Regions from separate parts of the Mus musculus genome. Here region 2 is linked to region 1. A link is a contact called in public Hi-C data. All regions are on one chromosome and are shown on one strand. The core of a region is the stretch at or near the end of the contact, and the rest is flanking DNA. Distances in the headings are between cores, read along the strand shown. Region 1 holds the start of Tex10 (testis expressed gene 10). Region 2 holds the start of Abitram (actin binding transcription modulator).

Evidence for each region. Hi-C and Micro-C count contacts between places; a contact is called where the count stands out from the background.
Region 2: a contact with region 1 is called in a Hi-C map of B cells, with 7 read pairs. The contact joins the promoter of Abitram here to the promoter of Tex10 in region 1. A contact is called at or near these places in 2 of 484 Hi-C or Micro-C datasets (B cells and embryonic stem cells).

What each region holds. Positions count from the first base shown.
Region 1 is chr4:48,470,870-48,477,040 of GRCm38.p6, reverse strand. Tex10 (testis expressed gene 10) reads left to right here and starts at 3,578. Exons shown (of 15, transcript NM_001355740.1): 1 at 3,578-3,775.
Region 2 is chr4:56,799,183-56,805,353 of GRCm38.p6, reverse strand. Abitram (actin binding transcription modulator) reads right to left here and starts at 3,025. Exons shown (of 6, transcript NM_001081420.1): 1 at 2,628-3,025; 2 at 1,707-1,758; 3 at 1,071-1,200. The coding sequence starts at 2,742. Elp1 (elongator complex protein 1) reads left to right here and starts at 3,023. Exons shown (of 37, transcript NM_026079.3): 1 at 3,023-3,195; 2 at 5,217-5,379. The coding sequence starts at 5,230.

The DNA of each region.
Region 1 (6,171 bases), core at 2,329-4,828:
GAGCCATGGTGAAGTAAGAAAGGTGGTAGATTTCCAAGAGGGCCAACTTGTTCCTCACCCTCCTGACTTGAGCCAAAAGCCTGGCAGCTTAAAATTAAGGCTTTGTAAGATTTTGTCTCCTATTGGGAGACAAAAGCCTACAAAGCCCAATAGGAGACAAAATCTGAGATAAGCCAATAGGCCCCCTGCTGATGGACAGGCTCAAGGCCTGCTTAGGCCATGTCACACAACAGTTCTGGGCCAATCAAACCGTTCTAGCTTTCTTCAAACTGACCAACACTAAACACTTGAGAGGACCACTAGGCCTCAAGACTGGATTTGTGCTTTGCAGTGGGTCCTTTTTCTCTCTGCATCTGCTCATCCCCCAATAAACATCTTTTCTAAACCGTTGTTTCTGTTTGCCGTGCTACGTATTGTGCTTCAGATTTTTCCTGCCTGAATACAAACCTGATCAAGACCCTCAGGCTGTCTCATTTCAAAGACCCCTTAGTTTGCATTATTTATGAAAGTAGGAAGCTTGAACACATACACACAGAGGCATACCTACAGGGTAGTCGATGTGCACAATACAGAGAATAGGATCTGCAATGAATATCTAAGGCTTCCAGGAGCAAGGAGTGGAATAGGGCAGATTCTCTCTCTTAGTCTGAAGAGCAATCAACATTGTTGATGTCTTGATTTCTAGTGACTCCAGTCTCCAGAACTGAAGGCCAATGTATTTCTATTATTTTAGCCAATTGGTTTTGTAAGGGCCAAAGAAATGAACACTTGTGTGGCCAATTAGCGAGTGTTAGGAATACACTCCTCTTTACATTCTAGAATGCCTGTTTACTGTAAACAGTGCTTTTCTGGCCTAGGTCAAGAAATCTTGCTAATTAGTATTGTTATGTAACAAAGATCTCTAAGTAGATATTCCTTGTAATTGTAGAATTTGTCACTTACAAGTTGAGAAGTCCAGTCTTTATGCTCACAGTTTTCATGTTTTAGAGTAGAGACAATAAACTAGCAGCCTGTTCATAACTGTTTTGTTGGCACACACAGTTTTAAAACTCAGGGGGAATGTTATCTGTTTGGCAATTGTGTCAGTCACTTTTTATGGCTCTGACAAAAACCACCTGAGATAAACAATTTAAAAGAGGAAAGATTCACTCTGGTTCATGGTTTCATAGGGTTCACTTCATGGCCAACCGGCTTTGCTGGTTTGGCCCTGTGGCACCTAGAAAAGACAGGCTCACTTTGAAGTGGCCGAGAAGGAGAGAGAGAGAGAGAGAGAGAGAGAGAGAGAGAGAGAGGCATACTCAAAAGGGCCAGGAGCGCTTCACCCCCACCAGCCTTTCCTTCTAACCAAAACTACTTCTTATTGCTTATTCAGTCTGAACTTATCAATGGTAAGCTAATTAAATCATCCATGGAGTTAGCGTCAATCACCTCTCAATGGTGTGGTTAGCTGGGGACCAACTTCAAATCCAAAGAACACTACCCATATTTAAAGACTAGATTTCTTATAAACATTTCTGGGGGTTTAATTTTGCTCTGCATTCCTTCAGGGTAAATATTGCCCATTGTTCGAAAGTGACTGCTTTTTTTTTTTCCCACACCATTAATATTTATATTAGCCACACACAAAGCCACCAGGCCTGCTTTTCTCTGAGTCTATAATCTCTGTTCTACACCAAAATAGGAAACAAAAGAACTATGGCTGAACATTACCAAATAGCATGTGTTTTGTTGATATTTATTGTGGGCCTACTATGCTCCATACACTATTTTAGGTATTTAGGATATAGACTGAACCAAACAGAGGTGCAACATGAAACATATATTTTAGTGGTGAGTGAGGGGGACAGGTAGTAAGCGGTATGTAAATTATACAGTACATTAGAAGGTGGTACACCCTAAGAAAGAAAAATGTTGAGCAGAGGAAGGAAATGTCTATATGTAGGACAATATGTTATGATTTTTAATTCAGGCCACCAGGATAGGCATACCTTGAAGGTAGAAGATGTTTGAGCAAATTCAAGTGAGGGAAATTTGTCCAGTGGATTTACTGGGTTGTGTACTTCAGGCAGATAGGAATATAAAGAAAAGGTCTAACTAGAAAGATAAAGGGGTACACGTCTCTTGTATTTAAGGAGAGCAAAGAAGTGAAGGTCACAGGAACAGAGAGAAAAGGGAACATAGCAAAACAGTGCTCAGAGGACTGCAAAGGACTGTTCCAATATGGTAGGATTTGAGGCCATCAGAAGGACTCTAGATTTGGGGGGGTAAGTGACATGGGGAACCACCGAAGAGTTTTATAGTGACATGCTTTGCCATATATAAAAAAATATTCCGAGAACTGCTCTGCAAATGTTAGACTGTATGGGGTCTAAGATGGAGAGAAATGTGTTCCCGGCTCTTTCCTCTGATCGGGGTGATGTGGACCTTGAAGGTAGCCAGGGAGATGGTGATTAATAGTGGAAGTCAGAGCCAGCTGGTTTTTCTCCTGGGTTAGAAGCCACATGGTCTCAGAAAGATGCCAGCTTTTAAGGTTTGGCTTGAGTAACTGGCAGGATGGGATGCTATTTAAGGTGAAGAGGTTGTAGGAAAATATTTCAGAATGGATGTGCAGAGTTATCTTTTAGTCCTTGTTGATACTGAGATAGATATACATTGCAAAGCTGAAGGGAGAAGTTCTGAATAAGCTGGTAGCATTTTGGAGTTTAGGGGGCATATCTAGGTGGCATAAGCCTTTATAATTTTTTTTTTATTTTATAGTTTTACATATAATGTCATCAACTCCCAAGGCAGGTGCGGTGGGGGAGGGGAGGTTGTCTGTGTGGTGGCTTTTTGGCTTTATTCTTTATTCATTAACACAGAGGAGGTGTGACCTTAATTCTGATGCTTGGGTCTCCTGAATTTAGTTATTATCGTTTTATCCCTACTTCGTATATTGAACCTCAATATAAGGTATTAGGCTTTTCTAGTTCTTATATGTAGGAAGCTGCAAAGACAAATTTGACTCTAGGCTGACACTCTATCTGTATGCTTTTCCTTATATGTGGCTAAGTCAATCTTTAGATGGTTTTGTTTTCAAGATTTCTTTCTTCACATCTTCTTTGTAGGCATTTTAATGTCTCAAATTTCTCTAAATCCACTTACTTTGATTAGTAGAAGTTAATTATATGCTGAAAATGTTGAATTGGGGAAAACCCTGTCCTAGGTTTCCGGGACTCTGCCACAAGGTATAGTTTGTAACCTCTTAGCATTTGTCTATTTGCCTTTAGTCCAGGTTACCCTTCCCAGAAATGCTATCTTTGCTGTCCGAAACTTTTTCCTTCCTCAATTAAGCTCAGTTTATACTTTTCTCTAGCTCCAGGTTTGAAGAACTGAAGTCCTTGGGGGGAGAAGACCGCCTTTCAAGCTGTAACCAGCCAACATCCTCCAAGCCAAGGATGCTGGAAGACCTGACTCGGCTTGCTGGACCCTAGACCCTCCTCTCTTTCCTCCAGCTTCCGGCGCAGCCCCTCTTAGAGGGGGCGTGGCGTGCAAATCTGGACCCGCCCTCCGGCTGCGCGCGATTGCGACCTGCGGTCACGTGAGCGCGGCGAGGGAGGGCCCCCACTTCCGGGCGGCGGAAGGAGACGCGTCCGCGTGAGGACGAGGCGATTTGAAAACACGCTCTGGGAGCGAGCGGAAAGCCTGCGGCCGGCGGTTCACGGCGTGCTCCTGCGGGGCTTGACGGTCGCTCGCTCTCCGCCGCGTCTCCGCGTTCCGGGTCCGTCCGGGCTCTCAGGTGAGCGGCGTCTGTCTGTCCTGCACGGCTCTTCTGGGGCGCGGACACGCGAGGCCCAGGCGGAGGGACGGACTGTGGCGGCGGGTAGGGCGGCCGGGGTCCTAGCTGTCCCCCCACCCCGAGCGTGAGAGCCGGCCGAGGGGCTTCCGAAACGCCTCAAGCGGCCGCGGTCCGATTCGGAGGCTCGGCGGGTGTTAGGCCGGCGTGTGGGGGTCGGGCCAGAGACTCCACTCGACGTCCACTGAGGTATAGGAACCATGGTTTTTCTTTGGGAAAAAAAAAAAAAAAGACAAACGGAGTTTCCATTTTTGGTGTGCGAGCTCGAAAACGGGCGGGCGGATCTGATCGCTGCCCTCCTCCCCCTCCCCTTGACGGAGGACCCTCTCTTTCTGCCCCCTCGAATTTGGGGAACTTTGGAGACGCGAAGGGTTGGAGAGAATCACCGTAGGCCAACTGCTGCAATGCTTACTTTCTCTCCTTGATTTCTTCCTTTCTTTTGGAGAGCGGGAATAGTTGGAAATAAGGAGGAAAGGTAATGGGCTGGCCGCAGGGCAAACTACTTGGGAGTCTGCTTAAGTTGCAGTCTTTCTTCCGCTCAGGTTAGCATTAAGACTGACCTGCAGCAGGCATGTGTATGTGTATGTGTATGTGTATGTGAGTTTTCAAGCTTACCAAAAAGGTGATCAAGTCCAGTGAGAGCTCAGGCTCCGAGGCTGGAGTTAGCTTCCTTGTACTATCTACTGCTGTAAAAGTGGTCTAGTCTAGTAGAGCTATTTGACTTCCAGTGTTACGAAAATCTTTAAATGGAAATAATAGCAGCATCTAATGGAACTTTAACCAAGTTCCTAGTGGGAAAAAAATTGTCAGTATGTTTCTGTAAATAATTGTCGAGATTTAAAAGTTATTAGCCCTCATAATTTTCCTAGCAGACTGATGAGAGTGTACTTGAAGTGATACGGCACAACTTACTGAGAATGAGGTCTGATGTAGATTGCTAGAGACAGACCGACCGACCCATCATCACACGTGAAAGAGTGCCTAGAGGATAATGCAAGATGTCACAGGGTCAATTTTTCTTTCTTGTGAACCGTTTTCTTTTATCTCTGGAAACACTACTGATAAAATTGTAAGAAAAAACTTACAGAGTATGCTTGCTTAATAGGTAAAAACCAGCTTTGTATTAAAAGGGATGAGTCCCGGGGCTTTCTGGGTGTGTGAGGCTTGTATGTTTGGTAGGTGTTGGTCCTGAGGCTGACTAACACATGCATGTGTGCTTGAAACAACTGTCAGCTTACAGCTCTGGGTATGGTAAGCATGGACAGGGCAATTACTTATTTAATCTGGTAAAATCTGGTAACTGTACCTTGGCTTATAGATACATAACCACAGTAGAAAATATGTTTGGATAAGAATCACACCGATTCTAGAAATAGTTTTTTTTTTTAAATGGAGATGGTATTTTGCTGTATTGATCAGGTTCCTCAAAGTGCCTGAGCTCAAGCAGTCTTTCTGCAGGTCTAGTATTGACACAGGCAAATGCACTGTGCTCCCTTTAAAGCCAGCTCTTAGCCTCTTGTGTAGTAGGCAACTTCTACTTAAGGGGTCCTAAGGTCATAAATCTATGAATTTGGATATGCTGTCTTAGCAGAATTCATTCATTCATCCATTCATTCTATCAGCACTGTAAACTTTTATTTATTTACTTTTAAATCTCCCATGTGTAGCATTATGACTTTATGACCTAAGGTAATTCTGTTAGACCAGAAGTGCTCAACTGGGTGTGCAGTGGAAGACAGAATTTATTATTTTTGAAGAATGTGAAAGGAGCTTTAAGAAAAGCTGGAGAGGGTTGTGGGAGCCACCTGAGTGCCTGCCGAGGCTTGGTGCCTTGGCATGGTTAGGGAGTGCCCCATTTATAAAGAATAAGAGCAAGGAAAGCTCCCTGTCCTTGTCACATCTGTGTGTAGAAAGCTGTCTGATGACCATGGCCAGGGGCTCATAGAGGAGACAGTGTAGACAAAGCATTTACCAGTGGGAAGCTTGAGTAGTAATCGGGTAGAAATAAGGACTATTTAAAGCCAGTGACTTTGGAATGGGCAGGAAGCATGCAGATTAAAGGGTTGGTGAGCAAGAAAATTGGAATGGAAGGTGAAAGAATGTAATGGAGAATGAAGAAAAGTACAAGGTGATCTGGTTGTGCTTGAGTTGTTTACTTAGTGGCCTGACTAGTCCTTTTCTTATTCCTCTTAAATCACATTTCCTGTTATCTTGTTGCTTACCTTTGGGGTGGGGGAGGGGTGCAGAGGGTGGATACTGTTTTGTTTTTTTGTTTTTTTATTTACGACTATAACGATGAAAATGTGCCTTTATTTCTGTCCTTAGCAGGCATGTTCCCA
Region 2 (6,171 bases), core at 1,776-4,275, 8.3 Mb before region 1:
CCCCTGTCTTTTGCTGAGCATGGTGCTTTTGCTTTCATCTCTGTGATCAGAAGACAAAGTCAGGTGAGTCTCTGAGTTTGAAGCTAGCCTGGTCTCCACATAGAAGTCCAGGCTAGCCAGGGCTACAGTGAAACCCTGTCTCAGAAACGACAACAACAAATTAAAAATATTGAAACCATCACTATCTTTTATATTAGAAATTAATAGGTAAAGGAACTTTACATGGTCAACTGCTAAGACTTTTTGAAGAAGAGATATTTTTCTAACTGAAAAACAAACTAGTGGGCTGGAGAGCTAGTTCAGAAGGTAAAACTGTTTCCTGCTCTTAGAAAGAACCCAGGTTCAGTTCTCAGTACCCACATGGTAGCTCAAACTACCTGTAACTAGTTCTAGGAGATTTGACAAGTTGCCCTTACCTCTGCTGGCTCCCGCATACACATGCCATAGACATATACACATAAATAAAAATTAAAAATGTTTACATAAACCCCACAAAATTATCCAAAATGCATTCCCCTTCACTATTAGTAAAACCACATTGTAACACATTTCCTTGACAGCGTGTATGGTCATTGTTTTAGATCCTCTGGGAGATGGGTAAATCAAGGGTACTTTGTCAAATATCTCTTAGCAGGCAAGTGTGTGTTTCATACATTGCCTTCTTTTTAAAACTCTTTCCTATAGTGAACATGGTCAGCTGAAGGCAAGAATCTTTTTTTATTTTTTGTGGGTTTTGTTATATAGACTTACCCAGCCTGGTACTCACTATATAGCCATATAAAGTCTAATACTTGCAATTGTGTTATCTCAGCCACCCAAGAGGTAGGATTACAGGCAAAGGCCATGGCCCATCTTCCATCTCAACCCTTTGAGGATAAGAAGAACGGGATCCCAGAACTTTCTGGTACTCACTATGCTTCTTGATATACTTTGGGGGGCAGGGGTGAGTGTTTTTACTGAAAACTTTGTTGAACTGCTAGAAAAAGTCTTACGGCTGACTGGATCCATCATAGCAGGAGAATAGAAAAATCACAGGAGAAAAGAAAAATCACAGAATTACAGAAACATACCCGCTTAAATTTCCCAGATACTTTGTTCTCAAGTCTGCTGCAATTGTTACTGATCTGATAGGAAATCCTTTGAATGGCTTTGCCACTTTGAAGAACTGGATGGGATCCTGCCAGTGTGATGACACAGATTCTACAAGGAGAGAAACAGTCAGTCCTGTGTTAAGGCATGGTCAGAACCCTCCTCCTGTAACACACATCCTCCTGCTGAGAGATGACTATCCACACTGACCTCCATCTAGTCCGATTATCTCCTTCTCTTTGCTGAGACTGGAGCCTAAGTGTAGCACGGGGAGCTTAATAACAAGAGGAGAAAGGAGAGTTGAATCTCCTTCCCGGGAAGGGAAAAGTACCACAAGACTTTAGTAAGCGGGGATAGCAGAGAAGCAAGGCAAGACTGTGTACACAGAGCATGACATATGCCTCCACAAGGAACCATTCCTTAGGTCCAGCAGTACAGTGGTTGGTGCAGGTTGGCCAAACAGTATATGACTGAACAAGACTTGCCAACACACTCCTATAACACCGTTTCAACACCACAGAAGACAGTTTCATGAATGCTCATACCCGACCCAAGACCGCACCAGGCTAGCTACCAGAAGGAAAGTGTTGATAGTTTAAGATTCCCGGTTTGCTTACCGGTTGGAGTGCTGGAGTATACAGTGGTCCTCACAGGGTTTTCCTTTAACATCTAGAGGAATAAATGAGTCGCAGGTTGTTGAACTGGCATTTACCACGTGATTACCTCCTTTGGTTCATGAAGATTGTTCATTGCGAAGCTGAGCACAGTGGGCAAAGTAAATAAAGGCTATGAAGTATTTTAAGTGGCCTAATTTACATAGAATCCTTTACTCAGTGTTAAGGCAGGTAACATTCTTAGCTCCTCCATCTTGTCACTTTAAAATGAGTACACCTAGAGAAACACTATTATAAGCGCCACATTGCTGACATTATGGTGGTGTTTTGTGAGGCTGTCTTGATGGTATGCAAAAATCACACGTTTTTTTTTAAATTCAGTCCTAAAGAGAATTTAGGATGCTTATCCTAAATATTATATGTGGGTCTACCGGTTTCCCTGAATTTAAAAAGGCTAAAATAGAGGCTAGAGGAGGATCCCCAAAGGTGGTATCGGTATTTTCTTGGCAGAACGAACACCAGAGAAGCCTATTTCAAACGTCCAGTGGACAATATGCACAGTTTCTTCTTAACACTAGATACTGCTTCCTTAACATTTCTTAATTTTTCTCTCCATGCCTAAGGTTTCTTCCCGGTTCGGCGTAGGATTGATCCCTCCAAGCACACCAACCCTTAGTAGTGTGGGGAAAGCCCAGATAGACCAACGCGGAGTTCCTTAGTTTAGTTCACGTCCTTTCCTGCAAACAACCCACACATGGCGCTGCGGTTCCCACGAAGGAAAGCGCCTATTTTAGCTCTTCATCAGCGCAAATCTGTATTCCTGGGACTAGGATGCTCAGGGAAGAGCACGGGTGGCTTGCATCGCGTGGCAGAAGTGCCTGCACCCGTGCGGTAAAGCGGAGCTCACCACCATCCCGCACTTACCCGCTTTATACCAGCGAGTGAAGTATCGATCCACAAGGGAGGGTGGCGGGGCTTCGGTAGCTATGACTACCTCTGGTGGCGCCAGCTTGGCTTCGGGGCAGCGGAGCTCTTCCATCCCTCTAGTCCAGGAGCGTAGTTCCGGCGCGTGGGAGCCGGTTGGTGTCGTGCGCACGCGCGCGACTCCCCGGCTGGCGGCCAAACTCCCTCCCCGACCCCAGTCACCTGTGATCCTGGGCCAAAGCCCAACTGTGGGGCAAAAACAACCGGGTGTCAAAGAGCTGAGGGACAGCAGACAGCAAGGTCCTGCCTCTGCCGGGTGAGGGCTCCCCGATCCCCTGGACCCTCTGAGCACCCTCGAGCTCCTGAGGAGGCGCGTCTGGCCACACCCACCCGGTGACGTCACTCAGCGCGCCTCGCGGGTGACGCCACGTCCGCGCCGCCTTTCTGGTGCTACCTGGCGTGTTTCGCCCTTCAGTGGATCGTGTTTCTCGTCTCCCGTGTGCATCGGCGGTTCCTTTCCAAACCCAGTGCGCCGTGAGGGCTCGGAGCCGCCTCGAGGGCGTCGTAGGTGAGCATTCGCCCGTCCCAGTCCGAGCCGCTGTGTGCGGCCTGGTCTTGCTGTCCAGGGCTGTTCTGGTGCAGGGGAGATGCACGCGCTTCTGCCTGCGCGCGCCGGCGGGCCGGGCGTGGACCTCTTCTTTCTTCGAGTTTCGGATGCTTTCTGTACACGTTTTCCCCGGGGCCGTCTTGGGGCGCTGCGAGGGATGAGGGTCCGGTACCCCAATTGCGGGTTTCCTTGTAGCGTGTAGATAAAACCTCTACCAGCTTGTCGTGGAAGGTGATAGGTAAATAGAGGCCTCTGTGCTGTGCTGCGGGTCCCTTCTCGCTCGCATTTGGGACTTTTCTATGAAGTAGTGTATCTCGTGCTTCCCTACCTGGTGTACCTAAGCCGGGATTTCTGTGATGGCTGTGATTTTATAGTCTTTTGTCTTTAGGGCCTAACATTTGGCAAGGTTTTGTTGTAAGTCACATAACGGATCTTAGGTATTGTGTAAAGGATTCGTTTGCGTATTGAGAACCATGATATATAACCAGCAAATATCTCGATGTGTAAGTGAAAGAAAAAGAGACAAAGACAAATTTTAGTTTGTGGAAACAGAGATGACAATAAGTCCCAAGCCAGGATGAGCTATTATTTGATAAGAGATCAGCAGGTTCTCTGTTTTTCAGGTTGCATTTCATATGCTTGTAAGGGTCAGCTTATGATAATATCAGGATTGATTTTAATGTGAGTTTAATGTTTAGTTTGGTCTTGTTCATTTACAAGGTATATAGGTTTATCTAATCTTCCCTTTAGTGAGCTACCAAGCCTGAAGGTAGGGGAGAAAGTGGATCAATGGTCAGAATTTTGGGACATGATCAAAGTTGTATGAAAGCACCTCTTAGAACATGTGTGGGTGGAGTCAAGGGAGGTGCAGTTGGAGGTGCCAAAGGAAGGCTGTTAGCAGATTATGATCCTAGAAACATTTGGAAGATGTTTCCTAACTTTGAAAGCATTGAGAAAACTACAGGACTGTGTAACTCCAAAAAGTTAAATGAGTGAGCAGTGTCAGAATGACAATTTAGAGAAGTCGGTTTTCATGCTAAAAGAATTGGGGCATTAGAGAGATTAATGAGTTTGCCTTTTTACCAAGTGACCATGGAGGCCAGAAGAAGGCATGGGGTTCCCTGGAATTGGAGTTATAGATAGTTGTTATCTGCTGTGTAGGTGTTGGGAACTGAACTCAGGTCCTCTGGAAGAGCAGCCAGTGTTCATTAACCTCTGAGCAGTCTTTCCAGACCTGAACTCGGTAATTCTTTTAAAAACTCAGATTGCCTTGCTGTGTTTTATCAGTCAGGGTCCAGTAGAGGCCAGACAGTATTTCAGCAGGATTATTATGAAGAATTACTTAAACTGCTATAGGAGGAAGAAAAAGAAAAAATGAAAAACAAGTAATTTGGAAGGCAAGTGGAAGGAAGCAGTTCCCATGGGTAGGGAGCAACACTAGGGCAGATTTTGGCATCATCAGGACCCAACACCTCATAGAAAGGCCCTGTAACACTGGGATTAGACTGAGAATGAGGCTCAGAAACTCAGGATGAAGCCTGGGGCTGGATTTCTGTGTCTGGGGATACAGCGTGCCTGATTAATGCTCCTACCTCTGGAGTGGCAGTGATGAGGCTGGCCCTGGTAGTGCCAGCGTACAGGTTCATGGAGAGGGATGTCGGTCATGGTAATTGGATCATGGCAACATTTGGTCATAGCATATGCTATAGTTATCATTTGATGATGTCTTCAGGTTTAACATGTTGTAAATTAACCTGCAGATTAGCCCCACGTAAAGCTAGATGCTTTAGGAAGCGAGAGTGTAGCCGTGTATGTGCTGGTGTGTTCACATTAAATAGTACTCCCTATTCCGTTAACCACTTTTCTCCTTCCTGAACCCTTCTCAATGTGAGGGTGGCCATTTATCTCTGTTACCGTAGTCCTTTCTCTTTTAGCACTTAATGTTTCATTGAGGAAAATTTGTTTTTTTTTTTTTCCCTCAGAAATTGCTTCATCATGAGAAATCTGAAGTTGCATCGGACCCTGGAGTTTCGGGACATTCAGGCACCAGGGAAACCTCAGTGTTTCTGTCTGCGAGCTGAGCAGGGCACGGTGCTGATTGGCTCAGAACGTGGACTGACGGAAGTAGATCCTGTGAGAAGAGAAGTAGGTCACTGATGCAGATGCCAGCCCCTGCCTTGGCCCTGCACTTGTCTTCTTCCAAACCTCCTTCTCCACGTTAGTCCCCTTAAGATCCAAAGTAATTCACGTATTCCGGAATAGTTGGTCTCTTTGCTTTGTGTAGATATGGCTTACTAGATAGAACTTTTAACTCTGCTAATTTTGTAAGCTAAGTTGGCAAAGCTCTGACCATATATTTTATGTGGGTACCTCACATTTCACCCTGTCTACTGTGAATTTATATTAGTGATCAATTAGAAATCTACATGAATATTGTCCATAGAGCTTTTACATTTTATTCATTTTGTGGTGCTGCAATTTGAAGCCCCCTACCTGAGCCTTGTAGAGTCTTTTAAATATGTTGGACTTCTAATCCAAACTGGTTAAAGTCCTAGTTCTTAGGGTTAGAACTGACCATGGCTATTTCTGAAAATTGTAAGTGGATTCTGATATCTTCCCTTGAGTATTTCTTGCTGCTCATGCGTTTTATTTAGGTGACTGACTGTTGTTGCACACGTTGTAGAGATGATAGGCAACTGAATGAGGGGCTAGACGTGTTCACAAGGAGTCAAAGCCCTGAGTTTGATCTCCCATTGGAAAACAGATGTGACTAAAGGGCGCAGCCATTAGCTGCATTTTTACAGGATATTTTTAAACAGAACATAATTTGGTTTTTGTTGTTGTTGTTGTTGTTGTTTTGTTTTTTTGTAGAGGGGATTTATTAGGTATTTCCTTGTTAAGACAATAGCATTGCAATCTTTCTAAAATGAAAGTTTG